Regions from separate parts of the Mus musculus genome. Here region 1 is linked to region 2. A link is a contact called in public Hi-C data. All regions are on one chromosome and are shown on one strand. Each heading gives the region's core, a stretch centred on a gene start, on an enhancer-like site or on the middle of the called end of the contact. The rest is flanking DNA. Distances are from core to core; before and after follow the strand shown. Region 1 holds the start of Lockd (lncRNA downstream of Cdkn1b). Region 2 holds the start of Necap1 (NECAP endocytosis associated 1).

Region 1 (4,179 bases), core at 1,218-3,717, about 12 Mb before region 2:
CTAGTGGGATCTAGCTTATTATTACCTGAGCCAGGTGTGGTGGTGTACAACTGTAATTCAAGCTCCTGGGGGGAGGGATGGCAGAAGAAGGAAGACTACTTGAAGTTGTAGGTGTAGTTACACCTTATATTCAAGGCTAGCCTAAGATTCACTCAATTTTAGTATGCTCACCTACCATGCACAAGGCTCTGGCTTCTAGCCAGGCAGTGGAAAACAAAAACAGTACAACGACATCTACCTTGTATCCTGTCTTCCCCGGAAGGTAAAAGTTAGGGGCAGTGACATGCATAGAATTGCTCTCTCCTTTGATGACTCTGAAGGATCAGAGACCAGAAAAGAACTCTTTTAAAGTTAATTTATTATTATCGAGTATTGTACATAATTGGATGGCTGTACTCTTACACAGTTGACAGCACCCTTGGCTTGTCTGCGCCAGGAACGCCGCAAACGTGTGGACAGTGCACAGTGCTATGATATTTCAATATGCAGAACTTTTTCTGCTCTGTTCTGTGTCTGGGACCACCGTCAGCAGTACATACCCCAATTATTTGGCTCCCACCTAGTACTGTTTAAAGGTTACCTTAGCTAGTAGATTTCTTTTGTGTGCACGCATGTGTCATGCATGGGGTGTACCTATGTGGAGGCGGGGGTCCTCACTGGCATCTCTTATGGCCCTCCATTTTTTTAGCTAGAATGGCTGGCCACTAGAACCCAGGAATCTACTTTTTCTCTCTCCACTCACCAGCCCTGGGATTAAAAACGTGCACTGCCATTGCTGGCTTTTTATATAAGTTCCGGGAATCCAAACCCGGGTCGTCATGCTCACACGGAAAACACTTAACCTCCCCCTCCCCACCCCCAAGACCTAGATGTCCATAGATTTCTATTTAGCTGTTCCAGAGCCTAAATGTAAAGGCTTCACTTTAGTATGAAAAGTTAGGGTGGATACAGTAGCACGTGCCTACAGTCCCATCTGGTTAAGAGATTACGTCAGACACATCAAGTTCAAGACCAGCAAGAAGTAGAGGGAGGGAGAAAGAGGGAGGGGAGCCATTATTAGTAGTAATGCATTTATTTTTGACCTGGGACTCATAGAGATCCATCTGCCTCTGCCTCACGAGTACTGGGATTAAAGCTGTACACCACCATGTCCAGTGGGGTTTTATTTATGACCTCCTTTGTTTGTACGCTTGTTGGTATATTCGAGGTAGGGAGGGTTATATGCAGCCCAGGCTGACTGCAAAGTCTCTCAGTATCCTAAGCAGGCCTTGAACTCCTGATCCTCCTGCCTCCAGCTCCCAAGTGCTCAGATTACAGGTGTGCTCCACCATGCCAAGCCCAAGTTTCCAAGCCTGTTTTCACAGTCACGTGCTATCTGAATCTTTATCTATGACACCCCTGTCCGGGGACCATCCAAATCCCTGCTTGGCTCACACTCAAGATGAAGACCTGTTTCTGAGACTAGCTTCCTCCTTCCAGGGATGTGGTTTTCCTCATGGACTGCTCATTCTGATCGGATGTGTCCTCTGAAAGGCAGAGGTAAGCACTGAGCCTCTAACAGAGTCCATGAATACAGCCTGGAGAGCAGCTCAAACATGTTGGTTTATGGACGGGGTCAAGGAGCTTAGTGGACTGGGAGAGGTAAGGTCAGAACTAGACAGCTAAAAAACTAAGAACATGGCATACTGGTTCAGGGGCCAATGGAGGCTAAGGCTGGGCTTCTGGCTAAAACAGACTGAAAGGAGATATCAGGAGAAATTATTTTAAGGAAAGAAAAAGGGAAGAAAAAAAAAAGGCAAAGGCAAAGAAAGGTATACATATGAGATGTCCCTGATAAAGAGAAAGACTGATCTAGGACTACTGTTTAATTATTATGACGTTTTAAAAGCTTCACTGCAAAGAAAAACATAGTTGGATCCTAATTAATAAAAGCCATCACTTGTATTAGACCTGTTCTACTAATTGAATCCTCCTAGATCTTAACAAACTCTTTCCAATGAGTTTCCTGACCCAGAAATCAAAAGGGGACTTTATGTCCCCTTCTCATCCTCACAAGGGGGGGTGGGGAACCAAACCTGGAAAACAGACAGGTTCCCCCCCCCCTTTAAGGTTAAAAAGGAAGAAAATGACACCGACTGCCTTTGTCCTGATGGATTTTGACACTCTAACCCCAGAAATAACACCTCTTTTGCTCTATATAGAGTCTATAGCCACACCTTGTATTTGGTTGGTTTATTCCTATGACGGGTAATATTCATTTCTAGGATAACTACCCGCTCCCGCCCTCCCCAAGTCTACCTTTCCAAGACAGGGGAAGGTGCGTCCTCGTCGAACTCCCGCCTGTACCTTCCTAGTACCTCTGGCCAGCAGCCTGTGTGCCCGTGCTCCCTGGACATCCGTGAATGTTTGATGCTACATCTCTACCCAAACTGAAGCTTCCCGCCTGCATTCTGTCAACGGCACTTGCGGGCGGGGCGGGGGGGGGGCAACTTTTGGAACAGAAAGCTCCACCCATCCTACTCCCTACTACCTGCAATCAAACCAGCTAAAACACCCCACCTCAGACTCCCCAACTAAGTCTCATCACATGATCTACCGTACGGTAATTTTTTTTTTTTAACAAGAAAACAAGCATCCAAAAAAAAAAAAAAAAAAATTCAAACTGCAGGCGCGAGCCAATGGGGAAGCAGGGGAAGGTGGGCGGGGGAAGCGCGGCGGGCTGGGCGGGGACCCGCGGACCTGTGGACCGAAGGATTCGTAAAACGCAGCAGGCGCACGGTTTAGGCTTTTTTTTTTTTTCTTCCAAAACTCAGTTAAGCGCGAGGCTCCGCCTGCAGCTGCAGCCTCGCAGATCCACCTTAAATCTTCAGTGGACTCGGTGCAGGGGTCAGTGGGCGCAGCCAATGCCAATCAAGTTTACAACCACCAGCTCGGGACGAGGGAGGGGGGGTTTGGGGAAGGCCAGAGGGAGAAACTTCAACTTCTCGCTTTATATGCACACATCACACACGCGCACACGCAAACACACGTACGCACGCACATGCACACGCACACAAAGGGAAGGAGGGGGCCAGAGACCGGCGCTCCGCCGCCAAGTAACAAGTTTGCAAACGCTTCTAAGCTCGCTGGCCGCGGCCTGGACGCGCTTCCCGCGTCCCGACCCGAGCGCCATGATGGTGGCTGCGGTTCTCAGTCCGGGTTCTGGAGGGGGAGCCGCAAATGATGCAATCCCCCGGCCGGCGCCCGAACCGCGCGCCCTTCTCCCGGCCTTTTTCTTAACGTTCCTTTTAGAGGCGCGTCGAGGTTTCGCGCCCAAAGCATGGATAAGGGGTTTTTCTTTTGTTTTATTTTTTAAGATTTCCTAATTTCTGGTTCCTACCTCTGCTGAGTCCTTATGCATGATAAGTCTGTGACTTGGATGGAGGCCCGAGGGACTTGAGACTTGAGTGTACGTGGAAATAAGTGCACTTTCGGTTCTCCGGGATCCGCCTGTGGCTGACCCCACCCTATTACAACCCCACGCGAGTGAAATCAGGGAGACGACCCCATAGGTTTCTAAGTAGGATCCATGGCCTTTTTACCCCTCAGTGTCGTTTGCAAGGTTTCTTTTTTGCTTTAATTTTATTATTTTTTAAAGCCAGGAAAGGGGGGGGCAGGAGTAGGGTGTGGCTCAGGTGAAAGATGGCAAATGAAAAAGAATCCATGCTCTGAAAAACAGATCAGGGATCCTAAGTGGACTTCTAAACAAAACACCTTTTAGTTCAAAGCGCTAGACGAGCAATCGTGTTTTCTGGTGATGATGGTGTAATGGCGAAGGCAATTCTCTGGCTCCCAGGAAAGGTCGCTCAGTGCAGCCAGGGTGGTGGGCACACAGTGGCTTGAAAGGCCGACTGCTTGCTCCCTCCCACTAGTGAATGTCCATAGTCCCCCAATCTAACCCATCACAGCCCCCTCCCCAAATCCTTATTTCCCCCAGTTCTTCCTTGCCCAGGTCTGCGGTTCTGGACAGCCAAGGATGCAAAGGTGGGGGGCACTTTGCAAGCAGGGTGAAGGGCAGGGCTGATCACCGAAAGCGGCAGTGGTTCTCCACAGTTAGGCGCGCATTGGTGACGGTCGCTTAGCCGCCAGCGAGCCGGGAAGGCTTTCGAAATCCGCGGGGCTGCGGATCATTGGAGCCCT
Region 2 (4,549 bases), core at 914-3,413:
TTAATGGGATGCTGCAGTGACCTGATAAGAGGATAAAGGGTATGAAATAAATGAGACTGTAGACAGAGGCGGGGAGGCTTGAAGTCAAAGAAAAACAGAAGACTTCAATGTACCTTAGCCCCTAGAGAGACTCCTTTACTTAGCAGTTCAGCCATTGCTAGCTTATGTGATTGGGTTAGTTGGATAATCCAATATCTTCTTTTTAAATGTATTATCCATGTATGTATATGTGTGTGAGCCATGCCCTAACACATATGTGGCAGGCAGAAGACAATGTGTAAAGTCACATGGATTTGGGAGATCAGATGCTGGTTTTTCAGCCCTCACAGTAAGCACTTTACCTGAGATGGGCTCCAATTTCTTTTTCCAGTGAGCATTTGCTGAGTGCCTACTAGGTGCAAGACACTATGCTGGTCCTTCCAGTCCCCACAGATACAGTTTAACAAGACTTCAGGCTATTCATTCCACCCTGGAGCTCAGAAGACTGGACAGTAAAGCAGAGATAGAGATGAACATAAAGTGCTATGGAAGTCCGCAGAGAGCTGGCCTGAACCAAAGACTCAGGTAGAGCAATGTGTAAGCTAAATCATAACGTGGTACCTGTGACTACCATCATGCTGAGTTTCAGTCATGGTCAATGTGAGATCTGAGTGGCAACTCCTTTACCAAAAGATATACAACTCGTAGGGCCCACTGCACAGGTCTGTACAAAACAACTCATCAATGATGAATGACCCTCTGGTTAGGAAGCAAAATGGAGATGTGGAGAAGGTAACTTTCCAGCAAGAGAAAAACCATGAAGGTATGTAGGTCAGAAAAGGGATACTACTAGTACTGTATTTTTATAACGATTTAGTTACCCTATACTCTTTTATTTAACTCTCAAAAAAAAACCTGTGAAGGGGTTGGGGAAATGGCTCAGTAGTTAAGAACACTTGTTGCTCCTGCAGAAGACAGGGGTTCAGTTGCCAGCACCCAGATGATGGTTCACCAACATCAGTGACTCCAGTTCCTGGAGATCTGATGTCTCACAACATCACTCTGACCTCTGTGAGCACAAGGCATACCCACTCATACAGACAGACAAAACACCCATACACATACCTCTAAAACAAATAAAAACCTGTGAGGTACACAAGACGTGCACAGTCTTCTCACGCTACTTCTCCTGTTTTACAAATGAGAACCCTTAAGGCCTGGGGAAGAAAAACATTGATTGGCTCATAAATTACACAGCTATTTAGTGTCGAGGGCTCAGACCTAAAGAGTTTTCAACACAAATCCCAGCGAATTCTCTTTGAACTCCTTAACATCCTACAACAGCCCAAAACCTCAATCACTGGATTACAAGGTTGTCAGGCCTTACAAGAGGAAAAAAAAAAAAAAAAAAAAAAAAAATGCTGCACTGACTCTGGGAAAGCTCTAAGAGAGGTGACTGGATTGATAGGAAGGCAGAAATCCCTACATAATCAATGTGTGGGGGGGAGGGGTACACACACACAAACAAAATGAAAACACGCAATAGCTCATCACTGGAATACAAGATCTTAACGTGTGCCTACTGCGCCCCCCCCCCCCAAAAAAAAAAAAAAACTAAAGGATGATGACACTTGGCGAGAATGACAACAGTATCAATTAAAATAGATCATCTAAACAGTGGACAGCAAAACTACCATTCCGGACAAGTGTCAGGCGGGATCAGAAGCGCGGGGGGAGGGGGGGGAGCGTGCCGTGTGCGTGTGCGGACGCGCGCGTGGAGGATTACAAGCCAAAGGTCGCAGCAAGAGTAACAGATGGAGCAGGCATGAATGGATTGCGGATGACGAGGAGCAGACGATGTCTCAGGGGGAGGGATGGGGAGGAGAGGTGGAAAGACGCATGACGGCAGGAAGAAAAGAAAACAAAATCAGAGTTCCAGCAAAACAGAAAAGTAGACGGAGCCGCCGGCAGCCCGGGTGGCAGGCTAACTACGGCGGCAGCGGCTCGAGCCGATGGCTGCTGCCCAAGGACACAACCGTCACCCCGGCGGGCGCCGGCTGCAAATCCCCCTGGGTACCTGTAACCGCGGTTGGAGGCCCGCGGCGGAATCCGGTAGACGCTGACGTCGGGCTTCACACACAGCACGGACTCATATTCCAGCTCTGCCGCCATCTTGGCTCCGCTAGCGCCGCGGGGGCGGGGCACGGGTGGGGGCGGGCTGAGACGCCGACGGCTTCCTTCGCGTCACTTCCGCTCGGGTACAGCTTCGAGGTTAACCTCTAGGCGGCGCAAAACCTGTTACAATCTGGAAACGCTGATGCGCCTGGCTCGCCATCTTGAGTAACGGCAAAGACAGGCTCAGTGGTAGAGCACTTGCCTGCCAAGGCCTCGGGTTGGGCTCTTTCCCCAGCGAAAAATTAAAAATAAGAATTCAGTTCTCTTTTACCTACCTTCAAACGGTAACCAGAAAAAAAAAAAAAAAAAGTCACTGAATATACGAAAACAAAACAGAGGTTGGACAAAATGAATCTCTGCTTTCTCATTCTGTTCTCATAAGCAAGTGTCCAATGCATAATCTATTAAGTGCTACCATGGGGTTGTTTTGTTTTTTTGCAATTTTGTAGGTTTTGTTGGTGACTTCTCCATATTAAAATGACTGATTACAGTGCTAAATGCTATCTAGCATCCCTCAGCATGAGTAGCCCAGCTGGCTACACATCACGATGAGTACTAAACAGCTCTATCCACAAATATGTTCTTTGTGCACTCGCAAATAAATGTAAGCTTACAACAGTGTAACTTAGAAATGTTTTAGATGGCACTGACTTCAAGTGGCAAAACCAAGTCTGATCTTATCTTGTCCCCCCCAAAACACCAGTAGCAGCCTCTTTCATTGCATTCTATCGACTGGTTGACTTTTACTTCTGATTGGTCTGCTTTGCCTAGCAAAGCCAGTTCAACAAGAATTAGACTTTAGGGTTGGTGAGATGGCTCAGTGGGTAAGAGCACCTGACTGCTCTTCCAAAGGTCTGGAGTTCAAATCCCAGCAACCACATGGTGGCTCACAACCATCCATAACGAGATCTGACTCCCTCTTCTGGAGTGTTTGAAGACAGCTACAGTGTACTTACATATAACCAATAAATAAATCTTTAAAAAAAAAAAAAAAAAAGAATTAGACTTTAATTGGCTGGTAAGGATGTAGAGACTGGCTACGGTTGCCAGGACTATAAATTGATCCAACGCTGCTTTGAAGGGACATTTAGCAGAACTCTCCAAATATTAAGTGGGTGTAGCCTTTAACAGTTCCACTAGCTTTTTGTTTGTTCATGTCTGTTTATTTGGAGACAGAGTTTCAATGTAGTCCAGGCTGGCCCTCATCTCATTATGTACTAAAGAATGACTTTGAACTTGTAATCCTCCTGCCACCATAGTACTGGAATTACAGGCATGTGTCACCACACTCTTTTCTTTTCTTTTTTTCAGTGTTTTGGATCACATCCAGGGTTTTGTGAGAACTAGGCAAGCATTCTATCAATTTAGCTACATCCCCAACCAAAAACTTTTTTTTCTATCATATACTTCTCCAACACATGTTATAAAGAGAATACATACACTGTGGATGGAGACATAAAAAAGAAAACAGACAGAAAAAATGGTCTTTTACTGGTTTCCTATTTCTAAACCTATGATCTCAACGGAAGCCTCGGTCATGTTACTATACCGCATTGAACTCTTTCGTTTCCTCTTTCTGGATCAGCAGTGCTGACAATCCCTTACTGAGGCCCCAGCCCCTGGTTCACCTTTCAAGTGCTATGTATTTTTTTCTCCCCAAATCTGGTCATCCTAGAGACTTCTGGTTTCACATAGTTAACTCTCCCTAATCTTACACTCCTTCTTGCCACATGTAAGGTATGATATACGATAACCACCTGCAGCTTACTCCAAGAATTTGTAGTTTGTTTAGTATTTTAAAACCAACAAACATAATACGGGATATTAGCAAAATAATGAGGAAATACACACTGGCCTCTTCTACACGTGCAGCACACCATTTTCCATGGTCTTACAGTGTCCTCTCTGATTTAGATGGCCATATTATCCTAATTTTCCTGGTGGTGGTTTGTTTGTGGCAGCATCCCATTCTCTTGGCCAGGCTTCTCCTGTTTCTGCTTCCTAAGTGCTATTACAGGTGCAAGCACACTCACCTCCATATTTAGTTCTACTTCTGAACATGTATGTCCACATATGTTTCTCACTTACTCCTTAGTAAGATCTTGAAGTCTAATTTAAATATCACTGTCTCTGGGATTTGTTCCTCATCTTCTGTTTGCTTGCTTGTTTCTTTTTAATGTACGAGTGCTTGTCTATGGGTACCACAGAGACCAGAGGAAAGCACTGGATTTCCTCAAGGTGGAGTTACAGATGATGATGCTTAGAACCAAACCCAGGTTATGTGGCATGGCTTGGCTCTTCCCTTCTTTCCTCCTTTATTCCCCTTTGAGCATCAGCTGAGGTTCTACAGCTCCCCTGGTCGGATGTTTTTCTTTTAAACCAATAATACCGTCCT

The links. A called contact is a pair of places that touch in the nucleus more often than the background predicts.
Region 1: a Hi-C map of B cells shows a contact between it and region 2, with 5 read pairs. The contact joins the promoter of Lockd here to the promoter of Necap1 in region 2. A contact is called at or near these places in 2 of 39 promoter capture datasets (cranial neural crest and pre-B cells) and 1 of 484 Hi-C or Micro-C datasets (B cells).

What each region holds. Positions count from the first base shown.
Region 1 is chr6:134,927,380-134,931,558 of GRCm38.p6, reverse strand. Lockd (lncRNA downstream of Cdkn1b) reads right to left here and starts at 2,467. Exons shown (of 2, transcript NR_037956.1): 1 at 2,274-2,467.
Region 2 is chr6:122,872,171-122,876,719 of GRCm38.p6, reverse strand. Necap1 (NECAP endocytosis associated 1) reads right to left here and starts at 2,163. Exons shown (of 8, transcript NM_026267.3): 1 at 2,057-2,163. The coding sequence starts at 2,151.